Regions from separate parts of the Zea mays genome. Here region 2 is linked to region 1. A link is a contact called in public Hi-C data. All regions are on one chromosome and are shown on one strand. The core of a region is the stretch at or near the end of the contact, and the rest is flanking DNA. Distances in the headings are between cores, read along the strand shown.

What was found. A called contact is a pair of places that touch in the nucleus more often than the background predicts.
Region 2: a contact with region 1 is called in a Hi-C map of endosperm, with 4 times the contacts expected there. The contact joins the enhancer-like site here to the promoter of LOC100280640 in region 1. A contact is called at or near these places in 4 of 25 Hi-C or Micro-C datasets (ear, endosperm, leaf and 1 more).

The regions. Positions count from the first base shown.
Region 1 is chr2:138,780,242-138,786,173 of Zm-B73-REFERENCE-NAM-5.0, reverse strand. It overlaps LOC100280640 (nucleotide binding protein), which reads left to right and starts at 2,080. Exons shown (of 11, transcript NM_001153558.1): 1 at 2,080-2,503; 2 at 2,963-3,274; 3 at 3,367-3,475; 4 at 3,561-3,684. The coding sequence starts at 2,345. It overlaps LOC103647011 (a long non-coding RNA gene), which reads right to left. Exons shown (of 3, transcript XR_004856338.1): 2 at 4,196-4,308; 3 at 3,906-4,067.
Region 2 is chr2:138,982,447-138,988,351 of Zm-B73-REFERENCE-NAM-5.0, reverse strand. LOC100381729 reads right to left here. Exons shown (of 7, transcript NM_001349030.1): 2 at 3,592-4,188; 3 at 1,175-1,536; 4 at 745-1,045; 5 at 1. Among protein-coding and RNA genes, the nearest start is that of LOC118476363, 19 kb to the right of the region's middle. Within about 2 kb of position 2,346, at least 1 of the 20 cell types and tissues checked has an H3K27ac peak or open chromatin away from gene starts, as enhancers often do. A contact at or near this core is called in endosperm, where this site is marked.

The sequences.
Region 1 (5,932 bases), core at 831-3,330:
GTAATCGTTCGACGCTTTGCTCGTGCTTGTTGCAGCTTCAACATGCATGGTTGTTGCACCTTCGGCACTCAGTCCCATTGATTATATACGATTTCTTCGTCCTGAGGACCTTCGGCAGAGAAGGAGACCCCAACACCTGTGTCGACATGTGGCTCACTAGGACGCCCGCCTACCCTGTATGTCGTGCCACCATCGCCATCCCGAGATGAGCTATGATTGACGTCGCGAACTTGCCCATACGTGGGCATGCATGTTTGATATATCGTTCAACGTTCGACAAAAAAATATTCTTTGTTTTGCTCGTGTAGTCATGACATAGTTGTAGTTGTAAAGAGGAATGCAGGTGGGCGCCTGGGCGGTGACCCATTAAACTTTGCCATAACAAAGATTTAGGATCTATTTGGTTGGGCTGTGGCTGTGAAAAAAGTTGCTGTGGACGGTGAGCTGTGAAAAAAGCTGCTGTAGGTTGTAAGCTGTTAAAAAGCTAAAAATCGTTTGGTGGAAACCACTAAAAATCGTAAAAAATTCTTCGATATATGTTTTCACAGTTTATCCGAAAAGCCACTAAAAGCAGGTCCAGAGGTGCTTTCAGATTTGCACTACGAGAAAGTCGGCTTTTAGAAAAAACTGCTTCCTGGATCCATCTCTTTGGTTGGCTTTTGGCTTTTAGGGGGGCAAAAGTCAAAGCCAAAAGTCAAACCAAACACACCCTTACTCAGGCTGTTTGCTTCATATTAAAGCTAATTGTTCAAACTGTTGCAGCTTCAATCTATATAGATAAAAACAATATAGAAGCAGTAGAAGCCAGTAGGAAATAAAGCCAAGCGAACATGCTGACTATTTTGAATTCTAATTCCAATTTTTTTGGATTGTAATGTGTTTGGATAGGTGTGTTGTAACTTTTAGTCTAGAGATCAACATTATGACAAAGGGCTTTTCACTATGGTTTGTCATTGTCACCAATCAAATATGACCGTACAAACATTATACTAGTACGAGTAACTTGAGAGTGCTGATGACATATTTATCAATTGCGGAGCCTTTTATCATGTTCTTTCGAAAGTCAACTTTATATTTAGGGGGTGTTTGGTTTCTATGGACTAATTTTTAGTCCCTCAATTTTATTCCATTTTAGTCCCTAATTTACTAAATATAGAAACTAAAACTCTATTTTAGGGCTCGTTTGGCAAAGCTCCAGCTCCAGCTTCTTTAGCTCCAGATCCTGATCCTCGTGAGGAGTTGATCCTCCTGCTTCTCCTAGAGAATCAGAATCATTTTTAAAACCGTTTGGCAAGTAAACTGATTCTTGTCTTCTGAAAGTTGGTGGTCCGTGGCGATTGTCTGTTTTATCCTTTGCAGTTTAACTTTGTTACAAACCAATAAGTAGGATGCATATACGGAAAAAAAATATGAAACAATAACATATAAAATATTCTCATCATAGTAGTGCATAAAATGGTCTCAAATGTTTAATCCATAAATTGGCTCGTTATGTTTTTGTCCAATGGCAATTACGGGTAATTTCGATCAAAATTTAAGGGGAGGTCCATATTTGGTTGGTTGAGGAGCTATTTTAAGGGAGGGTGGAGCAGGTTTTTTTAGATCCCACCTTTCTTCACAAAAACGACTCCCGATCTTTCGGCTCCACACGAGAATCAGTTAAAAAAAATACCTGTTTGGCACGACTCCTCTAGATCCTCGCTTAGAATCAGGAGCTGGAGCTGTGCCAAACGGGCCCTTAGTTTCCCTATTTAACAATTTATGAACTAAAATGGAATAAAGTGAAGGGACTAATGTTTAGTCCCTATAAACCAAACACCCACTTATACTAAAAAAATCAACTTTTAGAACTGATTTGGTGACCGATGAATTGAAAAGATATATAGAAAAAATTCAGTTGCTCTGGTCACCAAATTAGTCATCATGCATTATTTTTTTACTTGTTTTTCATTTTTTATATTTTCTCTCGACCTAGCCGAAAGAGTTTCTTCATATTACCGAAAGGGTCTTCTTCCGTTTCATATAGTCACGATGTCATATTACTCATATAGAATTTTTCTATGGACACACGAAGAGTCCGCAAAAAATAATCAACTCGTTTTTTTTCTTTCTCCGCTCCTCCGAGTGACCGAGTCCAAGGCTTCGTTCTGCTCTCCGGCTCTCCCGCATCCACCCCGTCTCATCCCCAATCCGACCACCTCATCCCTCGCCTCCATGGCCCTACCCCTCGCGTCACCGGCGGGGGCATGAGCCGGTGACTGCTCACGCGGCCTCGTCTGTCTGCGCACGCGCGCGGGGTCGGCGAGTGAGCATTGCGGCGGTCCGCGATCGCCCGTGGGGGAGCATGGCGTCGGCGGCGGGGTCGGCCGGCGGGGCCGGCGCGGGGTCTGGCGGGCTGAAGACCTACTTCAAGACCCCCGAGGGGCGGCACAAGCTGCAGTATGAGAAGACGCACTCCCCCGCCGTCGTGCACTACAGCCACAGCGGCAAGACCGTCTCCCAGGTAGCAAGGGCGCCGTCGTTCGGATTAGGGTAGCGAGGCAGTTTGATGTGCTTTATGGGGTTATTGATGGGTCGGTCTGTGCTGGATGGATGGGGAATTGGGTTGGGATGTGTGTTGACTTGGCTTGATCAGGTGTGGTATCTGGATGAGTCATCGTAGATGCGATGCGGCAGATATTCGGAAGTTTCTAGGCGCTTCATGGATTGGATCAGGCGCAGCATAGATTGGTGTAATGTTTAATGTTTGGATAGTCCCTGCATATATTTCGTGTTACCGTTCTAGGAAAAAATACAAATACAAATGACACACATTTTTCTGTTCGCAAATTCTAACACTCTAATAGAATAGATCAAATATCTGCTTAACTGTTCTGAGGGCTTTGTGCTTTCTGATTCTGTTGCGTTGTGTAGATTACAAATCCTTTATGCAGTTATCGATTGTTTGTTGTGATGGTGCCAGATGACAGTGGCATATTTGAAGGAGAAGCCAGCAGGCCAGGGTTCCACGCCTTCAACACCAAGTGCTGGTAGTGGGATGCGGTCTGCAGCTGCAAGACTTCTCGGCACTGGGAATGGGAGCCGGGCACTTAGCTTCGGGAGCAATGGTACCAGCAGGGCTGTCTCAGGAAGCAGCCGCATGGGTGGAGGAATTGGTGTGTCGACTAGTGCAAGTGGATCGCAAGGCATGGCAAACTATGATGGAAAGGGCGCGTACATCATATTTAATACTGCAGATACACTCTTCATCAGTGATCTCAACTCACATGACAAAGTATTTCCTTATCTCTTATTGCATGCATGCATGTTAAGTTGCTTGCAACTTTGGTATCCTGTGGTTCTCTGTTCACATGCTAATTGCATCAGGATCCAATAAAGTCCATCCACTTCAGTAGCTCAAACCCGCTTTGCCATGCATTTGACCCAGAGGCCAAGGATGGGCACGATCTGCTTGTTGGGGTGTTCTCAGGAGATGGTATGTCAAATGCTTCATAATTAGGAAAGCTTTATGCTTATATTAGTTAAAGAATCGTGCATAAGTTCTTTTATTTGTTCTACAGTCTATTCAATGTCACTGAGGCAGCAGCTGCAAGATCCTGGAAAGAAGCCCGTTTCATATCAGCATTTTGTTAATAGAGACAAAGATAAAGACAAAGATCCAAGTCAAGGTGGCGCTGCCAGCAGGCATGTTTTCATTTTTACTGTTTAATTTAACACGCTGTTTGGGTATGATAAAAAACTGTTGCCGCAGCTGCTGCAACAGTACTTTTGTGAGAGAGCGGGAAGCTGCTGGAGCCCGCAGCACGGCAGCAGCAACAGCTGCCTTTTACCACAGCCGAACATGTGCTAAAAGTGTTTGTCAATTTCCCCCTTAATAAGCTTGGCAAATTTGTCTTGCCGTTACCTTACCAGTATTAAATATTTATTTCTTGATATGGTAGTGGTCCTACGAGTTACACAAGCCGACATGCAGTACACTGCGATCTGTTAGAATTTGCTGAGACTATCTCCAACAGCTTATCCATCCTCATCTTCATATTCAAACTCTACTCAGCGAATAGTGCAGTCTACAGTGCAAAACAATGTAAAACAGTGTTTTGGATAATCATATGAAAAAGCTGCTGGACACGGTCTGAGATACTGACAAAAGTAACGATAACCCATATGCATGGAAGATACTAAGTTCTTGACTTACAACTTGTAGTGCATGCATCAGCGAAGACGAACATAGTGTGTTAGATGTGAAGTGACAGCTTCATTGTATTTTGGCTGTCCCACTCCAATCTTGCTGAGTTGCAGCTCTTGTATCTGAAACAAGGATTAAATGAGTAAGAAGTGGCAGCGCAGCAACCAAGCAATGATGCAAAATCAGGTAATTAAACCGTATGACCAAGCCGCCAAGTAAAGAAGGATTAAACCATATGACCAAGCAGCCAACAGCCAAGTAAATTGGTCTAAAACTCCATATTACATAATCGAACCATATCAATGTCTAGAACAACAACAAATTAGAGTTTAAATGCATCTAAATGACAAAGAGAATATTATATTAATAAATTTTAGATTTGAAGCATCTACTAAACAAGTACATCATCATCCAATGGAAGCCTTCTTTTCCATCTCCAGCTGCTGCTACAGTAGATGGCCCAGCTGCAACAGGTGCTTCTTTCTCCATCTCATCATAATCAAAGTCTCCTCCATGTGCTGCTGGTTCATCTTCCTCCATCTCCTCATTGTCCTCTTCAACAATAACTAGAGCTGCAACTATAGTATTCCTTGCATGCTTCTAGTGTATGTTTGTCTAACAGTAGCACCCACAGAGGCAGCACGAGCAGCAGCAGCCCTTGGCATATTCTTCCCTCTTAGATGCTGAGTTGCACCAAGAGCTTCATCAACAACAGCACCACTTAGCAACAGAGCACAACCTGACAATTGACAGCAGCGCGTAGCACTACAGCAGCACTTCGAGCTAGGAGCAACACGGCAGAACCCAAAGAGCAGAGCAGAGCAGAGCCAATGAGCCATACCATCTGAAGAGGAATTCATCTCCAAGCGTCGTCCGTGGCGACAGTCTTTGTGGCTGTCCAGGCAGTGGTCCAAGCAGCAGCGGATCAGTCTGCCTCTAGGTCCAAGAAGCGGCGGCCGATGGTCTCTAGGTCTAGGTGGTGCACGGGCTGGAGAGAGGAGGCGCTCGGAGTCACGGGTAGAGAGGAGAGAGGATGAGATAAGAGACTAACTAGAGTATATCTGAATCTGAACTCTAATGGGCCTAGGCTAAAATTCCTCAAGGGTCCGGTCTCGGAGCCCATGACATCACACATTAGGTTAGTAGCCGGCCACCCTATTTGGATGACTAGTCGCGATTAGTCGCCGACTAATCAGATGACTAGGTTTCTAGTTGACCTGATCACGTTAGGGAGCCTTATCGATAGGACCGATAAGACCAACTAATAGCAACTAATCATGATTAGTCGGACAACCTGAAAACATTGATTATAATACAAACTTGACACCGTTAGATTTGCAATCAAATGTACAATCCAACTATCATAAGTTTATAAGTATGAACAATATAATATAAAATAATAAATAAATGGTCAAAGGATACTTCGGGAGACCGTGTCATGAGTAAGATCTAAAGGGAAGCATTTTGGTTAGCATGCATACATACTTGTATAGTGGGATCTGCTATATTGAAACCGTTGTGGCGATTAAACTACCGAAGGATGATAATCTTGATTATGTGCTGTGCCTGCTGTCTAGGATATTTGAATGGATTTTCCCTTGTCATTTTTTAGTAGAGTTTACTTAAACTTATTTTCTTAGTTCAAAGGCAACTACGATGCCGAAGTTAAAACAGAAGATACTATTTCTGTGTGTAGATGAATGCTTTTCTTTACACAGTAATTAAATTGTAAGTATATATTGATGC
Region 2 (5,905 bases), core at 1,097-3,596, 200 kb before region 1:
TCTGCAACAGCACAGAGCACACACTAGTCAAAAGACATGATAATATGTTCCTAATCAAACAATTCGACCTTTGAGCAAAGCAACATGTGAAGAATTATTTGTAATTGTTGTTATAGTCAAATACAATATCAGATGCAGGTGAAAGGGCCTCTAGCCGAGTTTGTTAGGTGGTATGAGTAGCACCTCCTCAGGTCCTGAGTTCGACTCCTCACGGGAGCGGATTACAGGCTTGGGTTAAAAAATCCTCTCGTCTGTCCCACCTTAAAACATAGGTCTAAGATCTGGCCCCGGTCACGATCGTTCTCACATGGGATACGGTGCCGCTGTATATGGGTGGGGCAGGGGTTCGGAGGTTTTTTCGACCTACGTGAGAAAGTCTTCTTCTTAATGTAATAACGGGGAGCCGTCTTACCCCCGCGTGTCGAGTTTTTTACAATATCAGATGTGGGACATCAAGGCCACTTTCTTTTGAAGTCCGACTTGTTCTATATGAACATTAATCATATCAACTAGTTTCAGCACTTTGTCTATTTGTATAAGAACATCCATTCCTGTTAAGACTAATGTAGCAACAAGTGTGCAAACTTTTTTTATTAAAAATCCTTTAATTTTAAACACAAACATTAGAATAATTAAATTCCGAATTAGGATGTGAAGTCCCAAAGCAGTATTAGCAGTAACCATGACTGATGAACAGTATATTCCAAGTTAATAGTAGAGAGAGATGCACCAATCAGGCTATACCTTTAGATGTAGGGTAATTCTGCCATCAGTTGGATCTGCCAAATGATATGCTTCGATGTAGCACGGATCACTGCTGCCAGTCAAAGCACACGCTTTTGGAAGCTCTTTATGCAAAGCACCAATTCCCCTTGTTTGTAGGAGAATTAATTGACTGGGATTCGGCCTCCAAAGCTCCCGGATGGCCTTATGGACTAATCCCTCCAATTTCCTATCTTGGGCAGCAGACGCCTCTGAAAATTGAACGGTAAGCTTGTGGTGACTAAATGGATAATCCCCTGTAGCATCACCTACACCAACCCACCTGAAACAACAATAAGTTAACATTGTCATTTCTCTATGGAACTTTCATTCAGGTAGACCATTTTTACACATCTACGTGAACACTGGCACACAAGTGACAAGATTAACCCAAGTATGAAAATGCACTCACCTGTTGTCAGGATGGTTTGTTACGTATTTTATTACTTGCAACACATAACGTGATTGATGCTTGGTCATAGAATCAGCTGAAGTACTTGCCCTAAACTCTTCCAGTTCTTTAGTGAGAAGTTGGCCTGCTCTTGCATTTCTTGCTCCCAACCGCTGAGCGCAAATTAGAACAGCCTGCACATCTTGTATCCTATTTGATGTAGTAGCAGATGAATCGGTGTTGAATAATATCTTGTGCATGTTAGATATGACAATATTCAGTGGGTCCTCTGGGTCATCAGCTAAAAGGGGATCCAGACCTTCAAGATCAAAGTGTTCAGAAATTGCCCATATCAAGCGTGAAGATATACGTGGAGTGTGAACCTGGTAAGATACAATTAATCAAATTTAATAATCTTCGACCATTCTGGAAAAGAAAACGAAGAGAATGGATTTTGTTTTCATTTGTTGTTTAAAGAGTCAGCAGTAGCCTGCTTAATCAGTGCCTAGGCACAAGTAGGTGCCAGCCGACTACCCACCTATCACCAAGTGCTTTTTGAAACGCTGCTTTTATTAGGAAAGCAGCTTTATGAAATGATGCAGTTTTAGTGTTTACCAGGAAAGATGAAACATAGAAAAAACAGGCATAATCAGATCTAAACAGAGATAAAGCTTTCGCAAAGCAGAAGCATTTATCTATTTCTATTCTAAAATACTAAATAAGATCCAAAGTCTTATTTATAAAAATATGCACATGGTTCAAGTTTTACAAGAGTCAGATATATGTAACAAGGAAAAGGTAGAAACTATATGGGGACGGGAGGTGCCAATAGTTATTAAGGCGGAAGGCGACATAAGGCGCCCGGCCCTCTTTTTACCTTTTATGCGGTAAGGCGTAAGGCAAGGAGACGCCTTAATTATATAATAAAAAAAAATTAGTATATCACTTAGACCAAATAGTATAGAATTTGTTGACAACTTTCCACACCTTCCCTAATTTGTCCATCAGTTCATCACCTTCCCTATTCCCTATTATGTTAAAATTGAAAAAGAAAAGAAAAGGAAAGGAAAATAAGTTAAAGGCCCATCCAACCCATACAGACCACCGGCAAGCCACCACAACTTCTATACCCTACCCTAATTCCTCATAGCCGCACACAGCCCGCCTCCCAGGAGGATGGCCGCGCAACCATAGTTGTTAAGGCGGTAAGGCGAGTGAACCCCTTTATACCTTTTAAGCGGTAAAGTGTAAGGCGAGGCGATGCCTTAAATATGTTTAAAAATAAGAAAATTATTGATATTTAAGAAAGTGTTTAAGACAAAATTATTAATATAGAAGAGAAAAAAGATAAAGAAAAGAAAAAGAATAACCTAGCCAGCCCAAACCAGCCCACCTGGCCCATTAAAGTTAGGTTAAGCTCACTTAGGGCTTGTTCGGTTAACTCTCAATCCATGTGGATTGAGTGGGATTGGATGGGTTTAAATCTCAAACAAGTCAAACTTCTTGTTAATTTTTTCTAATCTCATCCAATCCATGTGTATTGGGAATAACCGAACAAGGCCTTATTCATCCCCTCCCAACCCTCTCCCCATCTCTTCTCCCAGTCAGCAGCCGCACAGCTCCCTCTCTCCTCTCTCTCCTCTCCCAGCGCTCTCTCTCCCAGCCACTTCTCCCTCTCTCCCCGCTTCTCCCTGTCTCTCTCCCAGCCGTCGCCGTCGTGCCGCCCTCCGCCTCGTTGCCCTCTGCACCAGCCATCACGCCGCCCTCTGTCGCAGTCGTCGCGCCGCCCTCTGCCGCAGCCACCGCGCCACAGCAGCCGCTGTGCTGCCACTTCCACCCACTTTAGGCTCTAAACTAAGGCGAGGAGGACACCTTACGTGTCCCTGGCGTGCCTTACCGCCTAGGCGACGCCTCAACAACTATGCGCGCAACCGCGCCACAACGGAAGGGAGAGGAGGGTTGTCGCCGCCGACAGGAAAGCTACCGCCCCGCAGTCCGCGTCTCCATCTGTACCCCTCTTCAACCCTACCCAGGCCAAGGTGTCTGTGATCCAACGCCTTACCGATGCCTTGCGCCCCAAAGGCGATGCTCTAGGCAAAGGCGGACGCCTTACGAGTTACGACAACAAGTAAGGCGACAGCGACGCCTTACCCTCTAGCCTCGCCTTACCGCTTTAGCGACGCCTTAATAGCTCAAGGTGACACATGTGCTACGCTAAGAGTACAGAACACTTAAATTTAATTCTAAAACATTGTTTAGTTGATAACTCAAGCAAGAACAAATAAAGATCTATGTGACATGATCAGAAAAACGGAGTCACTCAAAGCATTGAGTTAACACAGCAATGAATAAATAGTCTCATTAGATTTCAACTAGTATTTAGGAAGACAGGAAGGAATACTTAAAATTTAACATTCAAGAATAATAAGGATCACAACCTCGCGAAGGTCCCTGATAAGCTGCAGCTGCAAATTTCTAAGTCGTGTCTCATTCAGAATCTGATCTTGAGATGCACCAGCTTTAATTGTCTTCACACCGCCTCTGGTATCATATATATGACAAAGCCTCACAAGTAACTTTAGATAGCAATCAATTGCATAGGTACGACCATCACAGTCCCAAAGAACACATGGCCTGCAAACTTCCACCACATCCAAAGCAGGTTCTGTCCAGTTAAGGGCACCATAACCAGTTCCATAGGCTAACGCTCCTATAACTCTGCTCTCTGTCCCAGAATTCTTCAACTCTGGTAGTGGAAGAGATAGCTGGAAACAACTTTCGACTAGGGAAGCCACTAGCTCTTCTCTGAACAAGTTTTTGCTTGTTACGCTGTTTAGATCTTCCTTCACCCTCACATCTTCAAAGAGCGATATCACATCTGTTCCAGGAACAGGCTTCTGACCTCTTCGGACACTCTCCTTTGCAAAAAGATCAACACAAAGAGCAGTCCGACAAATACATGCCAAAGCATGCATTCGATCTGATTCTGCTCTCAAGTTTCTCACCATCTGAAGCAGTCTTTTGAATAGAGAGACCTGTGTCATAGCACATGTTCAAGTAAATACATCTTGAACATAAATTCGCAATATTATCTACTATATTAAAAGCTATTGTTCCAAACACAGTAACATATCTATCCAGAGGTGATGCAGGGAAGTAAAGAAAGCGGTAGAATTCGCTAATAGTGTTATCTTTTCGACAGTCAAATCCAACCATAAAAAGCCCCAGTGAGGTAATAATCTAAATTATGAGATCTAACTGTCAGATACTTAAATTTAATTTGATAGCAAGCTTACAACATTGTACCATTATGGTCTCAAGTTGAAGGGCTTGTCTAGCACAAACTGAGTGAATTAGAGATCATTGCACAACATATAAAAATATATGTGTGGGAGATTCTAGTCTAGCTATGGTTATGATAATGCAATTACAATAAAAATCAGAAATGAACACAATAAAAAAGTGATGATATGCATACACTACATAAGCTTGTGGTTTCTATTGGGTTTTTTTTTCGAATACGCAGGAGAGCTGCGTATCATTGAATTAAAATAGAGGAAAAACGGCCTGAGGCCCAGGACAAACAGAACACACACAAAACAAAAAGACACACTCACACCCACAAAACACACACAATACAGACACATACAACCCACTAACACCCCAGTCTTTCAATAGGCTTCAAGACTCCTCTATCCAGGGTTGAAAAGAGAGTGCAGGTTTCTGGCTCTAGCAGCAACCCACAATCTCATCTCGTCCTTAAATCCGTCTTCTAAGGTTGAAAGGCAGGGTCGAGCACCATCAAAAACACACCTGTTTCGCTGCTTCCAAATATTCCAAGCCCCAAGTATTATCATACTATTAAATCCCTTTCTTTTGCTCTTAGGAATCCTGGATGAAGCCTTTCTCCACCATTCAGCAAAGTCTGAATCTCTTCTTTTAGGACCCACAGAAGTGAGACCAATTGGAGTTAAGATACTATGCCAAAACTGTCTTGTGAAGACGCAATTAGATAAAATATGCTGCACAGTTTCATCCTCTTGGTCACATAAAACACAATTTTCAGGATGATCAAGCCCTCTTTTTTTTAGTCTGTCCGCTGTCCAACATTTATTGTTTATAGCCAGCCAAACAAAGACCTTACACTTAGGGGCTGCCCAACTCTTCCAAATTCTTTTCCAGGGCTCAAAAGATTCCGCTCCAATGAAAAAAGCTCTATAGGCAGATTTGGAGGTATACAGTCCATTGCTGCTAAAATTCCACACATGTTGATCATTTGAATTTTGAAGCTGAAAAGAATCAATTACCTCCCATAATTGTAAATATTGCTCAATCTCAGCCAGAGAGAGATTCCTCTGGATATCATGAACCCAGAAGTGAGAGGTAAGGGCCTGCTGCACAGTCCTTACATCTTTAATTTTCTTCGGAACTGCAGCAGCGATAAGGGGAGCTATATCCATAATAGAATATCCATGAATCCACTTATCCTTCCAAAAGAAAGTTGAAATACCATTACCAATAGTGGTAGACACTGCAACCTGAAATAAAGCACTGGCTTGGGATGATATTTTAAGATCCAGGCCACTCCAAGGCTTAGAAGGAGCAGTTTTTTGTAGCCAAAGCCATCGCAATTGAAGGGCCCAATTCATCTTTTGGAGATTAGGAATTCCGAGGCCCCCCAAGTCAATAGGCCGAGTGATTTTATCCCAAGATACAAGGCAGTTACCTCCTCTAGCCTCCTTTCTTCCTTTC